Linked DNA regions of Mus musculus: region 1 is linked to region 2. The links are chromatin contacts, called in public Hi-C maps. All regions are on one chromosome and are shown on one strand. Each heading gives the region's core, a stretch centred on a gene start, on an enhancer-like site or on the middle of the called end of the contact. The rest is flanking DNA. Distances are from core to core; before and after follow the strand shown. Region 1 holds the start of 4930474M22Rik (RIKEN cDNA 4930474M22 gene). Region 2 overlaps Smoc2 (SPARC related modular calcium binding 2).

Region 1 (3,028 bases), core at 345-2,844, 45 kb after region 2:
AGCATGAGGTACGAATACAGTGCGCCTGCATCCAATCATCTCATTCACATTGAAGCAAGTCTAACTTACTAATTTCTGAATACTAAATCTTTTTTCCATTGTACAGAGACTTCTGTTATACCTTGTGAATTCCACTGACAGAGGAGGAAATGTGCATTTTTTTTTTTTTTTAGGTTGTCCTGGTGCCAAAAAGCACGAGTTTCTGACAAGTGTCCTGGATGCGCTCTCCACAGACATGGTTCATGCCGTCTCTGACCCCTCTTCCTCTTCTGGCAGGTATACTGTGTCTTGCTGCAGAGCAATATGCTGGCTTGAAGCCCAGAAGTTTGAAGGAATCTGGGAAGCTAAATTCTTCCTGGCCGGTGGCCATGTGAGATCAGGCAGTTCACTTGAATGTCTGAGAGAGAGAGAGAGAGAGAGAGAGAGAGAGAGAGAGAGAGAGAGAGAGACAGAGACAGAGACAGAGACAGACAGAGACAGAGACAGAGACAGAGAGAAGAGAGCGCCTTAGAGGAGGCGGACCATGGGGAACAGCCTCCCTCTTCATGATCAGCGGCTCCTGGGGCCCAGGGAGGCCTGAGAAGAGGAACACACTTGCTTTGGGTGGATCTATAGGTTGAAACTGAGTCTGAGACTTATCTACTGGGTTTTGACTTATCTACTTTGGAATTCTGCAACTCAAAAAAAGTTGGCTTTTTGGTTTTTGTTTGTTTGTTTGTTTGTTTACTTGTTTTTGAGACATGGCTTCTGTGTGTAGCCCTGGCTGTCCTGGAACTCACTCTGCAGACCAGGCTGGCCTTGAGCTCAGGGAGCCACTGCCTCTGCCTCCCGAGTGCTGGGACTTATTTATCGTTGATCCCTGCTATGCACATGTGAGGCTTATCTTCTTATCCAGGTTCAAGTGTACAGCTGGGGCCTTGATCCCACCAACAAGGCTCACCCTACAGATGCTCTCCTGTGTACACTGTAGACACAGTGAGACTTGGTTTTTTTTTTTTTTGTCATGGTAGGAATAACGGTGCCTGTGTGCCCACTTCCTCACAGTACAGGGTGATGGAGCTGTCCAGGTGGTACTTCAGTACTTAAACTCAGCTCTGGGTGTTCACAATCTCTCACTCTTATTTCTAAAAGAAACTTTATTTTAAAGTTTTTTTTTTTTGTTTTTCTAAAAACACTTGTTCCCATGCCGTCCTGACAGCGAGCTCCTGGCTGTCTCCTGTATGAAGCCTCCTTAGCATAAAGCCACCCTTCATCTTGTGCTTTCTTTGCTAAGGAAGGCATAAGGGGAGAAGGAACACTGAGGGGGAAGTGTCACATTTGCACAAGCTAAGGCAAAAGAAGTCAACTAAATTTCAACCTCCTGTCATGTACTATAGAAGTGACTGACTTGCCTTCTGAGTGTCTGACCCACAATAGTGCCTGCGAGCCCAGTCGCTGGGGGCTGTTGGCATCTGCTTGCTGTGTTTGCACTCTCACAGAGGAAAGTCCATCTAAACAGTGGAGTCCGCTGAGTCCAAAGTGATGGCATAGGTTCTTCACCTCAGGTGAGAGGTGGACGTCCTTCCGGCACAGTGTCAAGGTTTGACTCACAGCCTGACTTATCTGTATCTCAGAATGTACAGCTTTAAAAGAATTCCAAAGAAAACTGTCTAGTTATAACTGAAAAAAAATTTGATATCACCTCATCTATTTACGTGTCTCTTGCATACACAGTAGACAAATTATCACATTAAGGTAGAGAGCCTGGCACTTTAGATGCCTTTGGTGGATGCTGTTATTTCTTGACCTGAGCCCAGGTCTCAGGTCAGTGACCTTGAACTCAAGGCCTTGGGTGATTGAATAACCACAGTGCACACATTGCTGTGGTGTTCCTTGTTCTGAACACACAGGCTTATATTTGAAGGTGGCCGTATCAGGTAGTGCATCAGGGTAGGCACAGGTGTGAGGGTGGGGAAGGGGGGAGCCAGAGTCAGGGGGCACAGCAGCTTCCGCCTTCTGTCTGACATGCTTGCTCATCCTCTAGGCTGTCAGAGCCAGACCCCAGCCACACCCTGGAGGAGAGGGTTGTACATTGGTACTTCAAGCTGCTTGATAAGAACTCTAGTGGAGACATTGGCAAGAAGGAGATCAAACCCTTTAAGAGGTTCCTGCGAAAGAAATCCAAGCCCAAAAAGTGTGTGAAGAAGTTTGTGGAGTACTGCGACATGAACAATGACAAGTCCATCACCGTGCAGGAGCTCATGGGCTGCTTGGGTGTCACCAGAGAGGAGGGTAAAGCCAACACCAGGAAGCGCCACAGTAAGCCTTACTTACGTCACTACTCTGCACTTTAATCATGTTGGGGTTTTGTGTCGAAGGGGTTGCTTCCTGGATTTGACAGGATGCCTTACGGTCTGGTGTATAGGAGATACACGGTATGCCATTGGTTGTTGTCAACCACGTAGAAGTGACCACGGGTGGTCAGCATCTTGTCACCTGGCCAGGAGAGCAGCAAGTCTCAGGAACATAAGCTGAGTACAGCTCTAACCCCCAACCTGTTCCTGTTCTAATCACAATGGCTATCCGTTCAAACGTGACTTCCCTCCTGATTGTAGAACCATTGGCGGTAACTGGCCAGCACAGTTCATAGGCTCTACTGGAACATTCAGGCCAAGTCAAGGGCAGTGAAATAATCACCTCTAGGAGATCAGTTGTCCCAGTGGGCTTAGCTGGCTTAACACTTGGATTCTCTGTGGGGCTGGCCTAAGTCACCAGATGTAGCAGGAGTAGAGAGGGTTCCAGGATAGATAGATAGAGTCTGAGGTTCTCACATTTGATTCTATGATTTGGTGACTGGCTTCATCAACATGTTGGAGAGCATGTGTGGAACATGAGTGCAATTCTCCCTTTGTACCTCTGAGCCGTGTTGTTGTGGTCAGGACAGCATTAACGGTAATTGGCTGAAGGGACTTTAGATAGCGATCTTCAAAATAAAAAGCCATCTTCCCATAAATTAGCAAGAATCACTTCTCCAAGACAAAAATCTAGC
Region 2 (2,700 bases), core at 70-2,569:
ATGAGAATTGTCCTCATAAGCTCATATGCTTGAATGCTTTTCCCCAGTTGGTGGAACTGTTTGAAAAGGGCTAGGAGGTGTGGCCTTGTTGGAAAAGCTATGTCACTGGGAGTGGGCTTTGAAGTTTCAAGAGCCCATACTACTCCAGTTGTCTCTTTCCATGTTTCTTGGATGTTGTCTTAGTATGTAAGTTCTCATCAACTGCTCTGACACCATGCTTGCCTGTCTGCTGCCATGCTCCCCACCATGATAGTCATGACTCTACTTGCCTTCTGAAACTGTAAGCAATTCTCCATTTAAATACTTTCTTCTAAAAGTTGCCTTGGTCATGGCCTCTCTTCACCACAACAGAAAGTAACTTAAGACAGGGTTTTATGACCCATTCTAAATAAGAAGCATGCTCCGGAGTATAAGCCTGAGTCTTGTCAGTTTAATACATGGAGAGGTCCTGTCTGTGGGAGAATGAAGGTCAGTACAGGAGCATCTATTTGCACCTCTACAGCCATGTGCAATTTATCCAGATGATGCACTCTAGGAAAAAAAAAAGAACCATAGAGATGAGATGTTAGGCCAGTTGCCTATCTCTGGGAAGAGAGATCTTTCAGTGAGTGGTGACTTGAAGACTCTCCAGCAAGATTCTATTTAGACCATGTTCACGTGATGCGCTTCCCCTCCACAAAGCAAGCATCATCGTTTACCAAACAGCAAAAAACAAACAACAAACAAGAGCCAGGCTGCTGTGTACTCATTATTTCCAGAGGTCACAATCTTTGCCAGAACCAAGAACTGGATTCTCACTCCAACAAGGCTCAAAACTTCTCTCAACATCCATAGATGAGTGACTCCACACCAGGTAGGGCAGCAGTTGCTACCTTTTGTTTTCCCCGCCCCTACATGGACACTGAAATATTTCAGAGGTTACTGCCAGGTCAAATGGAAGCCATGTGGACCTCAGATCAGCCACCCAAGTGGCACTTACCAGGGTCAGCATGGAACCTGTGGAGCACAGCATCTAAAGTTACCGCCTCTGCTAGCCCTGAGAGGAGTGGGGTGGTGTGGCTCCCCTCTGTGTCTGAAGGATCTATTGATGCTCCTTAAGGAAGGCAGGCTCTGTTATATATAGTAACACAGGGCCCTCCATATCTGCTACCACCTGGAAGCTCTGAAAGGCTACAGCTATACCCTGTAGTAGAGGAGCGATGGTGAGCAGAGTATCCATGGTCACCAGCTACTACTTCAAGGGTGCGTTCTCAGGGCTGTGGTAATCTCTATTCTTCCCTCTTAGGTCATGTTGTTGTGGCTTTAGTTCTAGTCGCCTGCAGGCAGCCCCGCCTGGGTACTAGCCAGAGGCTGGCCCTCACTTGTACTTCTGAAGGGCTCCTGGATACAGCCCTTGCATCAGCAGTTGAACTTTCCTCCCACTTGCGGTATGGGATAGATGTTGGATGTCTCACTGACTTGTTTATTTTTAAATGCGGAGTGGGGGTGTTGAGTATCTGCTTTTTCTCTCTGTCCCTGGCTCTTCCAGCCGCTCCAGAGCCCAACACTGAGCCTCTGCAGACCTCCAGGAGAGAGTGCTTCCTGCACTCAGTCTCTGTGATGACCATGGAACATAGGCTGGCCAACCTTTTACTGTCTTTCTGGATTTTGCACAAGCTGGAGAAAACAGAGAGGCCTGGGTTGTGTCATCTTTGGACACCTCCCTCCCCTCCCCTCTCCCTGTCCCTCCTCAACGGTTAAGCATTTCTTTGGCTTATGTCCAAGAGGACACCCTTGATGGTCACCATGTCCTGTGGTTTTATGGGACCCCCGCAGTGGAAATATTTTCTCCCTTATTCGGGATTGATAACTTTTGCTTTATTGCATATATTAAAATTAATGCCAAAAGATAATTATCTTTTAATTCTGCTTTAAATCAAGTTAAATTACACTCCCTGGGGGAAAATAATATGAGTTACATTTCATTTTGTAACTTCTAGGTTTTTCCTTTTTTTTTTTTCTTTCAAAAGCAAACTTATAAAACCATCAAAATACCATTTAGACTCTTAAGTTGTAGAGCTTTGGTCATTTGAAGAGATCAAAATATACAAATTGCATAATTCCCATTAAGTGTAGCTGTAACCATGAGTGATTTTTAAAATGCTCATTATCCTACTTAAAAATGCACACGGTGGAGTTGATTTAATTTTCCTAACTATATGGGGGAGGGGGTATGTTAATTTCAGTCATGCCTAACTCTCAGATTTCAATGTTCAATCAAACTGTAAATGATCAGAGTATTCAAAGCTCTAGACTTGTGTTTTTTGTTTTTTTGTTTTTTTTTAAATAAGGCAATGAAATTGAGTGGAGCCTGGGCTAGGCTGCTTTGAAACACACCAATGCATCTCCAGGTAAAGAGGCACATTTAACCGTATTCTCTGAAGACAGACGAAATTCCGTTTGCCATCATCCAATCGCTGGTGCAGTAGGGGTTTCCTGTGCGAACAGAGCTCCAGAACAGAAAGGAGATGGCGTTGGTTGTGCGTCAAGCTAAGGACTCTGGTTACGCATGGTGTCGTTTCGTCCTTAAAGCAGCTCCACGAGCCGGGAGCTATTTGTTTCCACAGCAAGCACGTGTTTCCGAATCATACTTGGATGAGCAGCCCAACCTGGAATGTAGGTTTCTCCTGCTGTTTGGGGCAGAGGGGATGTGAGGATTTC

Evidence for each region. A called contact is a pair of places that touch in the nucleus more often than the background predicts.
Region 1: a contact with region 2 is called in a Hi-C map of uterus, with 5 times the contacts expected there. The contact joins the promoter of 4930474M22Rik here to the enhancer-like site in region 2. A contact is called at or near these places in 1 of 15 datasets of contacts at CTCF or cohesin (the NIH/3T3 cell line), 2 of 484 Hi-C or Micro-C datasets (embryonic stem cells and uterus), 3 of 115 datasets of contacts at active chromatin or transcription factors (cardiomyocytes, embryonic fibroblasts and embryonic stem cells) and 3 of 9 other capture datasets (adipose tissue, liver and pancreatic islet).

The regions. Positions count from the first base shown.
Region 1 is chr17:14,397,348-14,400,375 of GRCm38.p6, forward strand. It overlaps 4930474M22Rik (RIKEN cDNA 4930474M22 gene), which reads right to left and starts at 1,595. Exons shown (of 3, transcript NR_027986.1): 1 at 1,392-1,595. It overlaps Smoc2 (SPARC related modular calcium binding 2), which reads left to right. Exons shown (of 13, transcript NM_022315.2): 10 at 174-276; 11 at 2,024-2,298.
Region 2 is chr17:14,352,247-14,354,946 of GRCm38.p6, forward strand. The region is part of intron 7 of Smoc2 (SPARC related modular calcium binding 2); the gene reads left to right. Among named protein-coding and RNA genes, the nearest start is that of 4930474M22Rik, 45 kb to the right of the region's middle. Within about 2 kb of position 1,320, at least 10 of the 459 cell types and tissues checked have an H3K27ac peak or open chromatin away from gene starts, as enhancers often do. A contact at or near this core is called in uterus, where this site is marked.